2 separate regions of the Sus scrofa genome follow, and region 2 is linked to region 1. Evidence: chromatin contacts called from public HiChIP or PLAC-seq data. All regions are on one chromosome and are shown on one strand. The core of a region is the stretch at or near the end of the contact, and the rest is flanking DNA. Distances in the headings are between cores, read along the strand shown. Region 1 holds the start of LOC106510043 (a long non-coding RNA gene). Region 2 holds the start of ZFHX4 (zinc finger homeobox protein 4).

The links. HiChIP or PLAC-seq counts read pairs in DNA pulled down with a chosen protein or histone mark.
Region 2: an H3K27ac HiChIP or PLAC-seq map of skeletal muscle shows a contact between it and region 1. The contact joins the promoter of ZFHX4 here to the enhancer-like site in region 1. A contact is called at or near these places in 3 of 5 promoter capture datasets (fetal liver, fetal skeletal muscle and liver), 9 of 47 Hi-C or Micro-C datasets (embryonic fibroblasts, epiblast stem cells, fetal skeletal muscle and 4 more) and 1 of 2 datasets of contacts at active chromatin or transcription factors (skeletal muscle).

What each region holds. Positions count from the first base shown.
Region 1 is chr4:58,900,013-58,906,567 of Sscrofa11.1, forward strand. It overlaps LOC106510043 (a long non-coding RNA gene), which reads right to left and starts at 5,743. Exons shown (of 8, transcript XR_002343252.1): 1 at 5,504-5,743. LOC106510044 (a long non-coding RNA gene) reads left to right here. Exons shown (of 3, transcript XR_001308175.2): 2 at 5,769-5,884. Within about 2 kb of position 2,414, at least 1 of the 83 cell types and tissues checked has an H3K27ac peak or open chromatin away from gene starts, as enhancers often do. A contact at or near this core is called in skeletal muscle, where this site is marked.
Region 2 is chr4:59,578,061-59,584,615 of Sscrofa11.1, forward strand. ZFHX4 (zinc finger homeobox protein 4) reads right to left here and starts at 2,853. Exons shown (of 11, transcript XM_021089179.1): 1 at 2,727-2,853.

The sequences.
Region 1 (6,555 bases), core at 1,164-3,663:
AGTGAGATATTAATTTCTTTGGTAATTAATTGTACCACTATTTTAGCATAAAGCCAACTTACTCTACTTTTAGGTCGAGAGCTGTTTTAAACTGCATTCAAACAATTTCTTGAAACAGTTAAGAGGGCATTTCTGTGACTGTGGTTTGGCAATATCAGGCATAGATGGCATTTTTTAACTGTATTAAACAATCTCCACTGGATGACATCTCCTGAAGATGTCTATACTCTCACACCTGTAATGCTTTCATGTTCAAAATGAATCCCTGCTACATCTCACTCAATATTGATCTGCAAGGCATTTCTCCCAGTCCTTTTCCCAGTGTGGTCACTGAACAGTATCAGAGTTCAATAGGAAGATCAGCTGCTCATCCACTTTTTGCTAAAGCAATTTGTATTATGGATTTATTTTAGCAGTCTACAGTGGCAGTTGCTGTTTTTACTATTTAAATGCTTTGATTATCTGACCTTGCTTACTTTATCTTTCTAAGTGCTATGCATGGGCTTTAAAATTGATCAATAAGTGGGGATTCCTCTACAAGATTATGTTGAAATCAATCTCAATTCAGACTTTTTCTATTTTATGTTTATTATAAGATCTCTCTTAATTGCATTCCTTATTTTGTAAATAATTTTAAAATACATACTTGATTATGCAGGAAAGAGTCTTATTAGACCTACACACATTATAAAAATCAGCTGTATTCTTTATACATGATTTGATTCATTCTTTAAATGTGAAGCAGGAAAGAATTAATTCCTAGATACTTTATTCGAATACCTTTGCATTATAAACACAGATCTGTTACATTAGAAGAAAATATATGGTTACATATATGTGAGTACCTGAAAAATCTTCAAACACATTAATGTTAATATTATTACTATTAATTGTGATAACTGTGGAACTTCAACAAGCACTGTCTATTTGCACTAAAAGTAGTTATAAGTCTTTTACCAGAATAAATTAATGCCACATGGAAGAAAAATCAAAGTCTCAATATTTGTATCTTTAAAAATCAACAGAAGCTAAGCTTTAAACTTGTTGAATATCAAAAATTAATATTCAATGTAAAGAGGAAAACAGTTTCACACTCTCACTACTAAGTGGAATGCTTTACTCAGTTTTTTTGTTTTTTGTTTTTGTTTTTTGATTAAGAGGAACTTAAGTTAGAAGCCTAAAATGCTTTTCATACTACTTAAATCAAACCTACAAATTTTAGAACCAAAATTCCACATTAATCATTAATGAACTTGAACAAAAATAAATTCCTAAAATTATATATGACAAATATTTTGGAATATGAAATTTCTTACACAACTATTAAAACTTGTGCTAAATTTTTGGTCTAATATAATTATATTTCATGCCTTCTGGATATAATCACATGAAGCTCCATAATTTTATCTTTGGATCAATTTATTCTAACATTACATTTTTCAAAGTCATAAATAAAAGAAATAGAGATGTGAATTTTAAAGAGAATTGACATCATCCTTTTAATCCCATTTTCAAATCCAATCTAATCTAATCTGTCATCAACTCTTACATAAAATTAGAGTGAAATGCTTTCCATGTATGTAAACAAGAGTATAAAATCTGCAATTTACTCCAACAGGCAAAAATGCAAAGCCTGACGAACTTGAGATAAATAAGCATATGATTATATACAGAAAATGTGCAATATTTTCACCTGTGCAAATACAACATTCTTTTGCCTAAATAATTTAAAGACTTTTGCAGGACTGGAGAAATATCACAGATGTCCAATAGGTATATATTCACATTTTCATACTTAGAAATTATTGGTCAAAATGATTTAGTACTTAACAGCTTTCATTTCAGACTGAATTATAGCCTATTATTATAATAATTTTTCTTCTGCAGTTCACATTAAATAAGATGTAAAGTATAAGTAATTAAAAACAAAGCCATCACAAGACAATTCATTTTAATAGTTGCATGCATGAAGTTAGGGTAGGAAAGCTAAGATTCCTAAACATGAAAAAAAATGAGGAAAATATGAAATTTAATTACCAAATAGTTGCCATAATGACATTTCCAAAAACTGTCATAACCAGTTAGTTCCTTTCTACTGTTTGTGGTAGAATAGCACTTGAGAGAAATCATTTTCCAGAAAGTTTTGCATCTCCGTAGCTCACAACCCTTGCAAGACATGTCCATACTTTCATACTTTTTTCCTCAAGTGGGTAAACGTTAAGAGAGAAGAATCCAAGTTTCATGATGCAGCAACACAAAGCTGGGAAGTGAAAATTATGTTGCAGCCGAGTCTTGAAAATATGACTGTAAAAGTTAATCAATAAAATGTCTATTCCTGTCTATTCACCGGAGGCCCCAGCTGCATAGCTTCACTCAATCGATACTACAAATTATTACGATTCCCAGGTTCCCACTGGACATTCAGAGCAAATCTTTCAAGTGTAACACGCTTATACTGAGTATATGGTGTGGTTCTCTACAGTTCGTTCAAAAAGAGGAGGGGAAAAATAAAATCTAAATCCTATGTGTTCTTTAAAAATTCAGCTTTATGGAACCACTAACTTTCAGGTCACTTTTTAATGTTAAAAACATATTTTTGATCGCCAGACTTTTTGCATGCTTCTTTTTTAACTGTTTCATCTTCGGTTAAGAAATGACTTAACCTAGTAATAGATTTTGGGATATGGGGACCTGGCTAATCTGGAATCACTATTCCAAAGTAAATGAATAAAAGAGATAATTACTTATTGAAAAGTCACTTGGATACATGAGCACTATCAGAAAGATAAATGTAAGACCCTGACAAATATTTCAATCTGTAGTAGATCCCTTAAAATATACATTCTTGTTGTTGTTTTTATAACTTATTCTAAGCACATTTTAAAAATCTTGTTTGAGGTTTTCCATTTTTTTTAATTTTCATAAAATTAAAAAATCTCATAATTTCAGAAATGACTTTCTCTTCTCTGGGAGAAGTCCCAGGAGGTATTGTTCTAGCAAGATCCTCTGCTTTCTGCAGGAAAAATCTACTGTGACTGCAAACTCTAGAAATAACCCAAGTCTTTGACCTTCACTTTATGCTCCATACATTTCATTTTTGCATCTCCTAGTCAAAATCCAAAGACTTTTCCAAATAAAAAGATGACTGGTTAAGGAAACTAACTATAATGCTTTCATGCCTTATGGCACCCAAGTGGCCTTTCTTTCTTCTGACTGGGGAACACCATGGTGTCTGGCACTGCCTCAAACGAAATCAATTGGTACATTTGATCAATTCATGCCACCTGTCGATTGACTGGGTAAAAAAGAAAAAAAATAAAAATAAACAAACAAATTTTTGTTCGCTAGGCCAAAAAGGATTTAATTTTTTTGACATGTAATTAATAGTATATTTTTCATATATCATAGAAAACATGTAGACATATATATCTAGCTTATAAGCAAAACCTGTGACAATGCATGTTGAGGCTATATTTGAAAAGAAAGATAAACTTACTTTATCCTAAGACTCCATCATTGTTTCAATTATGATCATTTATCAGTCTCTTTAAAAGTTAACATTATTTTCTTATGTCTTGATACTATTTCTAATGTATTTCTAAGATATTTAATTGTTAAAAATCATTGCAAATAGTTAAACTTCAAAAAGTACTGTTACAATTTGAAATACCCTCTTAGATGATATCTGTATACCTTGCCAGCAATTCCACATTAAAAGAGAATATCATATTTAATTTCATGATCAAGCTGTATTGGAAAATAAGACAGATAAATATATCAAGTATATTAGAACTTAAGTTTGACTGTTCATTATAATATAACTGGATGAATCACTGTCTGGTTAACTTATAAAATTCAAGATTGAAAGCAGATTTTTACATGCCAATTTTCAGATCAAAAATGATATTTTTTGGTGGATGTACTAAATAATGCTCCATTATACTAATGTTTAACTGTAGAAAAAAATATTGGCATTATTTTAATAACTGTAAGTTAACATCAAACACTATCATTATTTTTATATTAGCATTCACAACCATTTTTATATATTTCTATTTCTCCAAATATATCTTAAGCATATTATTTCCCTAATATAATTTGCTTTCTAAAATACAATAATATTTATAACAATAGCACGTTACTATAGCCATTCCCAAAGAAACTTTGCCCAATATGCTTTTAACCCTGGTGCCAATTTCTACCTTTTAATATTTGCTAAATGTGGCTTTTTTGTTGTCGGAGTTCTGGCATTTGACTAAAGGTATGTTAATGGCAAACAGGGGTTATCTGAGTGTTTAATTTTATTTAGAAACACATAAAATGTCATCCTAGATTTTATAATTCTTTTTAGTGCCTTGTAGTATTAAATCATTGGATTAAAACAAAAATAAATTACTCATAAATATATTTCAAAAAGTTACCTTTACATTTTAATATGCTTTATAAACTATAAATGAAAAAATAATTTTAATGATAATATTTTGAAATCTTCTGTATAAATATATCAAGATATGCAGTAAGAAGCATAAGTTTAGAATTTGAATTCCAAAAATCAGTAAATATCAAATACAAATTTTAGTTTTGACCTCAGGACTGTGTTCAAAGGTATGAGTAACCGGGGGTGGTGGAGGGGGCAAGTTTAGATGTGTGTGCTTTAGCTAACTACAGTTAATCAATTTAACCAAAGTTCAGTGAGTAAAGTGTAATTCTTGACAGAGAAGGAGAGAGAGATTCATCTGAGTTATGCTACTTTTGGAATTACTTTAAAAAAAACAGGCTAAGAAAAACAAGCCAAAGGCAAAGACGATAGAATACTTAGTTATCAGAACAGTCAGAAAAAGAAACAAACATTTATTGGAAAAGTAAATGATAAAATCTGAAAACATTACAGAGATTACATAAAGATTTAGATGATAATAGAAATTAAACACTAATTAGTTCACTAAGTACAATTTTCATGAATGTTGCAAAACAACATAGATCTTTATTACTTTTCTTCCTAGTTTCATACATGCTTCAAGAGTCTGATCAAAAATTTCGACTCTAAATGTCTCTCAATTTAATAGTGTCTTGCTTAGAGCTGCTACTTTAACAAAAAAAAAAGAAAGGCAACAAGAGCCATATGTAACCTTTGGACTCCAAAAGGAGAAAGATGAGAATGCTATTGGCAGATAGGTGCTAGAGAAACACTGTGCATTCTTTCCCTTGAATCCTACCTTGAACATTTCTTGATAGTTAACAAGAAAGTTGACCATCCCCTCATTATTTAGAATCTGGAATAGAACAGTTACTATTTCTAACATGTGCCATTTCAGTTAAGAAATGTTGCAAATTTAAAGTTTATCTATTTTGGAGCCAACAATGTATTGAACAAGCTAGTATATTTCCATATAACCTTTTGCAAGACAGAGAGAACTAAATATTTAGCAACTAAAGTCAAAAAGGACTGACTTGATTGCAGTTTGTAAAGTAAAACTTTCTGAAATACTGAAAAACAACTCACTTGTAATCATTTTTTTCTTCTTCAGAAGCAATAATCCCTTCTGTCACTGTCTTCAGCTCTGCCTGGGGTTTTCTACTGTTCTGTTCTTGGCGAACTGTTTCTGCTATTTGCTCAGTTAGAGGCTCTTGAGTAGCTTTCAAGCTGGATTCCATTAGAAGAAGTTTTTCATCTTGACTGGCAAGTTCTTGGGCTGAAAGATAAAACAAGAACATTGCCTTTTAAAACTCCAAGTTAATGTGTTTTTTTTTTTTCTTTTTGTTTTCAGTTTAAATTTTATGCAATGCAATTTTGAGGCCGATTTAAACAGATCCTTCTCGTCAAAATCCAAGATCATGCATTCATATCTCCAGATTCCTTTATTCAAAGCACAAGTAAACACAGGTATGTATGGAGAAATACAAGATGTGTGTCAGTAACCTCAAGTTTATAAAACATTTGAATTCAAAAATTGGATATCTTAATCAGGCAACAATTCCCTGAGTTTATTTGTGAGACTTCTGCTACATAGAGTACTATAAAATAATAAAGTTAATATGTAATTTTCTTGTTCTTTCTTTAGCATAGGCCTTGGGTACATGTATATATATTCAAAAAGACAAAGACTGATATGTTATAAATTATGCCAGAACGATAGCTCTTGCACTGATTTATTTTCACGTGTAATATTTATGAAATTTAAACACTTCTTCAAGGTCACCCAATAGATGGCACTCTTTCATTAGACCAAAGCAGACTTAGGCAGTATGCTTGAAGCTCTCAAAAAATAAGTGATTTAAGACAAAGACATTTTTCCTTTGTTCTTTGTTGACGGTATTCCTAGAGATATATATCTGTATTTTTTTTCAAATAGTTTTCCTTTATAAAAGTGTTTATCTGGTTTTTGTCTCTTCGATTGCCCCAAACATCATCAACTGTAAATGTTATCAGGTTTTTCATTTTATTTTTAATCATATGTTTGGATATATACTTATATATATTATGTTATATAGTACCTTTTTTTGGAGGTATTCTTAAATATAACTGGATATACAATCCATTGCATTAAAGATTGT
Region 2 (6,555 bases), core at 1,603-4,102, 680 kb after region 1:
GAGCGCGCCAGCGCACGGAGGGGAGCTGGGAGCCGCGGCCGCAGGTCTGCGAGGGGTGGGCCCGGAGGCGCGGAGCGCGGCGCCGCGGGCAGGGGCGCGGCGAGACGAGCGAGCCCGAGCCCAGCCCGCCGGCTGCTCCGGGGCGCGGGTGCGATCCGCCCGGCTCGACCCGGCTGCGGTGCAGTCCCGCGGCCCTTGGCGCCTTCCTCCTCGGCCCCTGGCTCCGGGAAACCCAGCTGCTCCTCCTGGGTCTCTGCGGACACCTCGCCGTCAACCTTTGACCCTGCACCCCCCACACACACCCCACCCCGCTGGTCCCTAAACTCTGAGCGAACCCTCCACCGCCCCCGCGCAATGTTTGGCTGCTTTTCTGTTTCAAAGTGAAACGAGCAGAGGTTTCCCCGCCGCACCAAGAACTTCCCCTAGACCCTTTCCTGCACTTTCCAGGGCTGCCCCCGCCAGCCGAGCCCACTGCAGAGCACTCGGACCCTGACACTGACAGCCAAGTTGAGCAAGGACCAGAAAGGGCTACCAGGTGGTTAGGTGTTGAGTGTTGGAAACAAGGAGTAATTAACATTGAGACAAAAGGTAATTTCCACTTCTAGACTTTTCCTCGGCGTCTGTATTTTATTTCCCAAATCTCTGCCGCGGACACTCTGGGCTTTACAGTTGGTTTAATGAGTCTTTAGCTGTCTGTTCGCCCCCTTCCCCGGCCCTGCCCTCGCCAATTCATTAATAAATACCCCACCTCCCTCTCCCTCACGTCCCAGCTCAAGGCCAACCCCAGCCCAAGGGGAAAAGGTTCCCAGTCTTTTGACCGCGCTTCCGGGGTCTATAGATGAGCTCAGTTTGAAACGAGGTATTACAAGTGATTTCAGCGTTAGGAACCCTTTATATCACCACAGACACTTTCAGATCCTCAGCACCCCCCTCCTCCTTCCCTCTTTTTGTTGAGTCTTCTCCACCCGGGGGCTATTTAACAAAGGCAGTCTGTTAACTAACATTTTTGTTTAACTCAGCAACTCCTTTCCAAAACACACTTAAACCTGATACCAATATCTCTCAATTCCTGTGAGTGGAGAGGGGGGTGGGGGTGGGTATGGATGTAAAGGGCAGACGCGAAGTTGACAGTGAATCGGAGAGTGGAGAGTGCGAGGCTTATTGGGGAAGGTGTCACAAACATGTTATATTTACAGTGAACTCCAGAAATAGTGTGGGAGAGCCACTTATTACTGTGGAGGGAAAAAAGTATCTTTTCTTGAGAATTAACAAAAGGGGGGAGGGGAATGAAAATATGACCTAACATCCAGAATGGACACTCTCTTGATGGTGAGAGTGAACTAGATGAAATGACATTCAAAGAGGAGAGACATTTTGAGTGTGTATGTATGTGTGTAGTATTTGTGGACAGTTAAATCCATCCTTTGCTGATTCTCTCCCCTCCCCCAACCTGGTTCTTCTCTCCTTTGTAGTCTCCTTTTTTTTTTTTTTTTTTAACTTAAAAATGACCCCTTCCTGCTCCTGGGTTCTATCTCTGTACTTCTGCATCCCCGTATATATCTCCCTTTCTAGACCTAAGTCCAGTTTTTGCTTTAACTCTTAAATAAATCAGCTTTACCTCCCTGCCCCCTCAAGGTTCCGACCAGTTGTGTGTGTGTGTGTGTGTGTGTGTAGGAGGTCATTATGTAACGTTAAGACACAGGCAAGGTAAGGAACAGGGAGAAGAGAGGAGTTACAAGGAGTCTGAGGAGGGAAGAATTAAGGGAGGGGAGAAGGGAAAGAGAAAAGTCAGATGCCCTCTGGCCTTTCCAGGTCAGGGCTCAGACACCGCTGTGACCTCCTTTCCGTCTAGGCAACCAGCCCAGTGTTTATAAACAAAATCAAGCAGGTCTCTTCCCAAACAATAGCACTTCACTAACTTCACAAGCACTTCTACAGCTCTTATGCAAATTAATGAGGACTCCTCATCACCAGTGTCCCCACCCCCCACGCACAGTTACACTCACACCACTCAGGGTCACAAGCCCATCCTTCTCAAAACACAAGGAGCTATTTCCAGCAAGAGCATCCAACAAAAATTTTACATTCCGTCTGGGGAAGAGCTCTGAGAGACAATGATACAGATGGGAAAAGATAGACAAGTAGGGAAAAATAATTGTGATTTCATTGACTAGAAGATACAACTGTGATCTTTTAAAACCTAAAACATCTATATTTAGTCAATGAAATCCTGTATAGACAATACATAACACTCCAGCCACCACATAGAATCATCTTAAAATAGGACATTACATTCATCCAAACACCCACATTTCCAAGACAAAAAAAAGTACAGATCTTTATAGTTGAAGAAAAGCCACAACCTCTGTATGTAACATCCCTACATATTAGACACAAAAGCACCATTAAATCCTATAGCAAACAAACAGCCCATCTGATCTAAGTTACAAAATGTGTAATTAAATCCATCTTTAATTACAAAAGGCAGCTAGCAAACTAAATAAATCAAAGATTTTGAAACAAATGTTGTTTGCCAAGGTACAGAAATGATAGCTTTACATCATCATAGCTATTTTATACTGTAACCAAAAATCCATTCCAAGAATAAATTACAAATAGGCAAAAAAAAGGTAAAAGCAAAAACAAGGAATTAAATGATTTTCAAACTTTTGCTTTAAAATGGTTATCAATGAAAGTCTAAGATAAATAGGTTAAAGAAAATATACCTCAGAGCAAAAAGATCATCTCCTTTTCTTCTTTGTCTATCAGTCCCCTGTTAAAGCATATGGAAAATGTTTTCAAAATGCCCAGATTTGGCACATTGTCATTGCAAAGAGAGGAGCGCAGTGATGCTGTTAGAGAAAATGGGAAATAAATTCAGGATTGGGTGCTGCCTCCTTCAATGCGGATTTATCTAAGTTTAATTTAATATTCCGCAATCACTGAATGATCGCATATAATTCACCAAGATTTTAAAGGGCTTTATTTAAATACCTTGAGCAACAAGAGAATGGAATTTAAACCACTGTGGCATTGCTTATATATATTTTTAAATTTTCCTATTAGAAGAACTTTAAGTGGCAATTTCTAATAATAAAAGAAAAAACGATGAAGGTTTGGGTTTTTAAAGGGAGAGTGTTAAAGGAAAGCATTAGCTTTATTAAAATCATTCTGAACGTAAAATCAAAAAGCACAAAATGGTTGTTTGTAAAACACTAAACCTTTAATCGATTTTATTGGCATTCTGATCGATTAGATAAACGGAAATCTATAGCAAACATCAAAGCATTTAAAACATTTTCTCTATCTCATTTATAAACAAAACTTTTCTTTTCAGCAGAAAAAAATGATTATCAAACGACTAACAGGAAATTCTTCAGATATCAAATTACGATAATAAAATTATTTCCACATGGAAAGGGATAATGACAATGATGATAGTAATTACAATAATGAATAATTCAACAACCCTTTGACATGTATGGAAGAACCTCGAGCAGAAACCGCTCTTGAAGGGGGGCTACTTTTAAATAAATATTTTTAAGGGAAATATTTTTAAGAGACAACTCTAGGGAAGCATCTTAGGTGTGGCTGTCGGACTAGTGTTAATTTGCCTGCAGGAGCAAGGGAATCAATTTAATTGCCGGCGTCTTCCTTCCAAATTGAGTTACTTCTTATTAGTAAAAACTAATATGCAAATGTCAGTGAACCCTACCAGGTTTACAAACTTGTGTCTGAACCTGTCTTCTACTTATTCTAAAAGGTGACTCCCAGAACATAGAGAGGGTCGAAGACCAGACTCCCCAAACCTGAATGTAATCGCACATTTGATCCTTTAAGCGAAGGAAAACAATTTATTTGGAGATATGAAAACTGCAATCCGGAGAAATGCAACCCTCAGAGGTTCTGGCATTCTAGCTGCAGCATGGGGAAGTGTTGCTGTAACGGGTATTATGTTTATTTGTTAAAGAAAATCAATGAAAGTGGCTGTAAAGTAGTTAGTGAGGCATGTGTTTGGGACTCGCGGTGGATCGTGACTCCGGCAGGCTGAGCAAGCAGCTCTTCTTCTGGCCAGCAAAGTCCCAGCGTCGCTCGGAGCCTGGCTCGGGCTACGCGGCACCTGGCTCCAGTTCGCCGGTGCTGCCCCGCGGTGCTCGCGCCACCGCCCGAGTCGTTACAATGCTCTGCCCTTTTTGCCCTCTGTCCTAGTAGTCGCTCCCTCCAGTTGACAGCGGTGGCCTTCCCACGCCCTCCCTCTGCAGCACACACCTTTTTCCGCCTTCCCTCTTACTGACTCTAGCCGGTCCCTCCTTCCTCTAGGCTACAGGTCTGAACTTCTGCACTTCTCTTCCTTCTCCTGTAATCCCTGCTGCATCTCCTCTTCCCTTCGGTGAATCGCCGACTATTTCCTTCCTACCCCGCCCCGCCCCCATTTCTCTCTCTGCCATTTATTTAGCACCCGGGTCTTCTTACCCTCGCACTCCTATCCTCTCCTCCAGACATTCCAGAGAGTTCTCATCACACCAGAATGCACTCTTTTTCTCCTCCTCCTCCCCTTGGATTGGAGAGTTGGGGGGTGGGGGGGGGATTTCGAGTTCAACTCCCAGGGGGTTTATTCTATTCTTTTAACAGCTTTACTTTCCCTTTTCTTCTTTGCGTAACCTTCACCTACCTACTAATTTATAACAGAAGCGGTTCCTTTCTCTTTCATTTCCTAGTTTACGGTTCTCGTCTGGGGTTGTGCATCGCACACGCACTCGCAGGCTCCCCCTACCCGCACCGCCCAGGCGGCCGCCCGCCGGGGCAACTCTTGTCATTTAGTTAGCTGCCGTCTAATTGCACTCTCTCTTCTCGGAATAAGTTCGTTTCCCTGATTTAAAGTTCTCCGTACAGCGCCTCTTTATTTGTTAAATTACTTCGTTGCCCAAATGATGGGTGGGGGTTGGGGAGAAAGTGTATCACCCACTGAAGTCCCTTTTAACACCCCAGTCCCACCACCCGCCCCAGTAATGTCTTGTGTGAATAGTAACGAATTCTGGACAATTTTTCCTGTCTGCACGTGCAGACTGCTTCTGAATTGTTCCTGGGCGAGTCTCAAACCCCTCAATCGCATCTTCTGCCTTCGAGTGGTCATACTTTCAAGCTGTTCCCCTTTCCTCGTCTCCCCTTCTCAGCAGCCCTGGCTTCGAGAGCGGAGCGCAGTCTAAAGACCTCGTCCTCTTGTTTCTTGTTTCTTGCTGCTGCAGCTGCCGCTGAAATTCGCTGTGGCCGCTGCCTCTTCCCGCTTTAATCCCAGACCTCCAGTCATTGGGCAGCTCCTCAGAGGCAAGAAGTCAACACCATGGCAACCCCACAAGCCTATCAAATCGCCGGCTGGTGTGACAGCAGCAACAATGCAGGCAGGAGTGGGCTGGGCAGAAGAGCAGAGTGGCCACTGCGCTCAGGTATATGGTCTGGGAGTGGACAGCAGCTGTCAGCCTCCACGGTCTAGCTACACAGATGTGCACCACTCGGTTCATACCCCTACCCCAAGTCCCCTAGTAGGTCTAGAGGAGGAGGAGGAAGAAGAAGAGGAGGGATGCATGTAAGATTGGAAGAGCTTCGGAAGAGTTTCAAGCTAAAAGTCATCGAAGCCTAGATATTGTAAACTAAAGATGCCCTGTGCCCCAATATTCCACGAAACCAAACCACACTAGGCAGCCTCAGAACTAAATTTAAGTGGTTTGCACAAAGGTGTGGGGGTTTTCTTCACCAGGTCTTCTATCACGTGCTTGAACAAAAGTAATGAAACATTTTGCTCTGGAGTTCCAAAAGGATCAAAGAAACCATGGAGCTTTTACTGTCTGCTAAGTATTGGATTCTGCAAAAAAAAAAAAAAAAAAAAAAAAAAAAAAGGTTCAACATCATGTTCTGTCAATATGCTAATTGACTGCCTGGAAATAACCTAAACTTTACCTGAAACAGCCTTTGCCTTGTTCTTTCCCAAAGTGTGTGCTACGTGTAATGTGTGTTCTAGATCTTGATTCTCTAGAAAAGAAACAGGAGACTAGGAAATGGGTAACTAGCAAATCTGTGTGTTCCTCTTGGGCCTACCTGGCCATTTATATTTCCTCATTTTCCTTAAGAAACTCCCAAGTTTAGCCGGATGGAAGAAGACAAGACTTTCACTAATATTTCAGAACATCTTGTGAATTAACATGAGATAGACTGAAACTGCATTTTTCCTTTTTGATTTTAAAAGCACTCAGTGTTTCTGAGAAACACACAACATGTTATTTCTCATTAGATTTTAACTCCATAGGGAAAACTTTGACAAATATTTGTACAATACACTACCCTTGACCATATAAGCCCCTCTATTATTTATCTCATCATTGATTTCTAAATTTCAGAACACAAGTTTGTTGAAGTTGTATAGGACAGGAAGAGAAATCCACTTAATGAAGTTAATGTGTCATACTGAGGAAATCTTGTATGAATTCTAAAATCTACCCTTAATCCACTCCACATAAACACAATTCACTAAATAAACAACTTTCATATTGATCTAACATT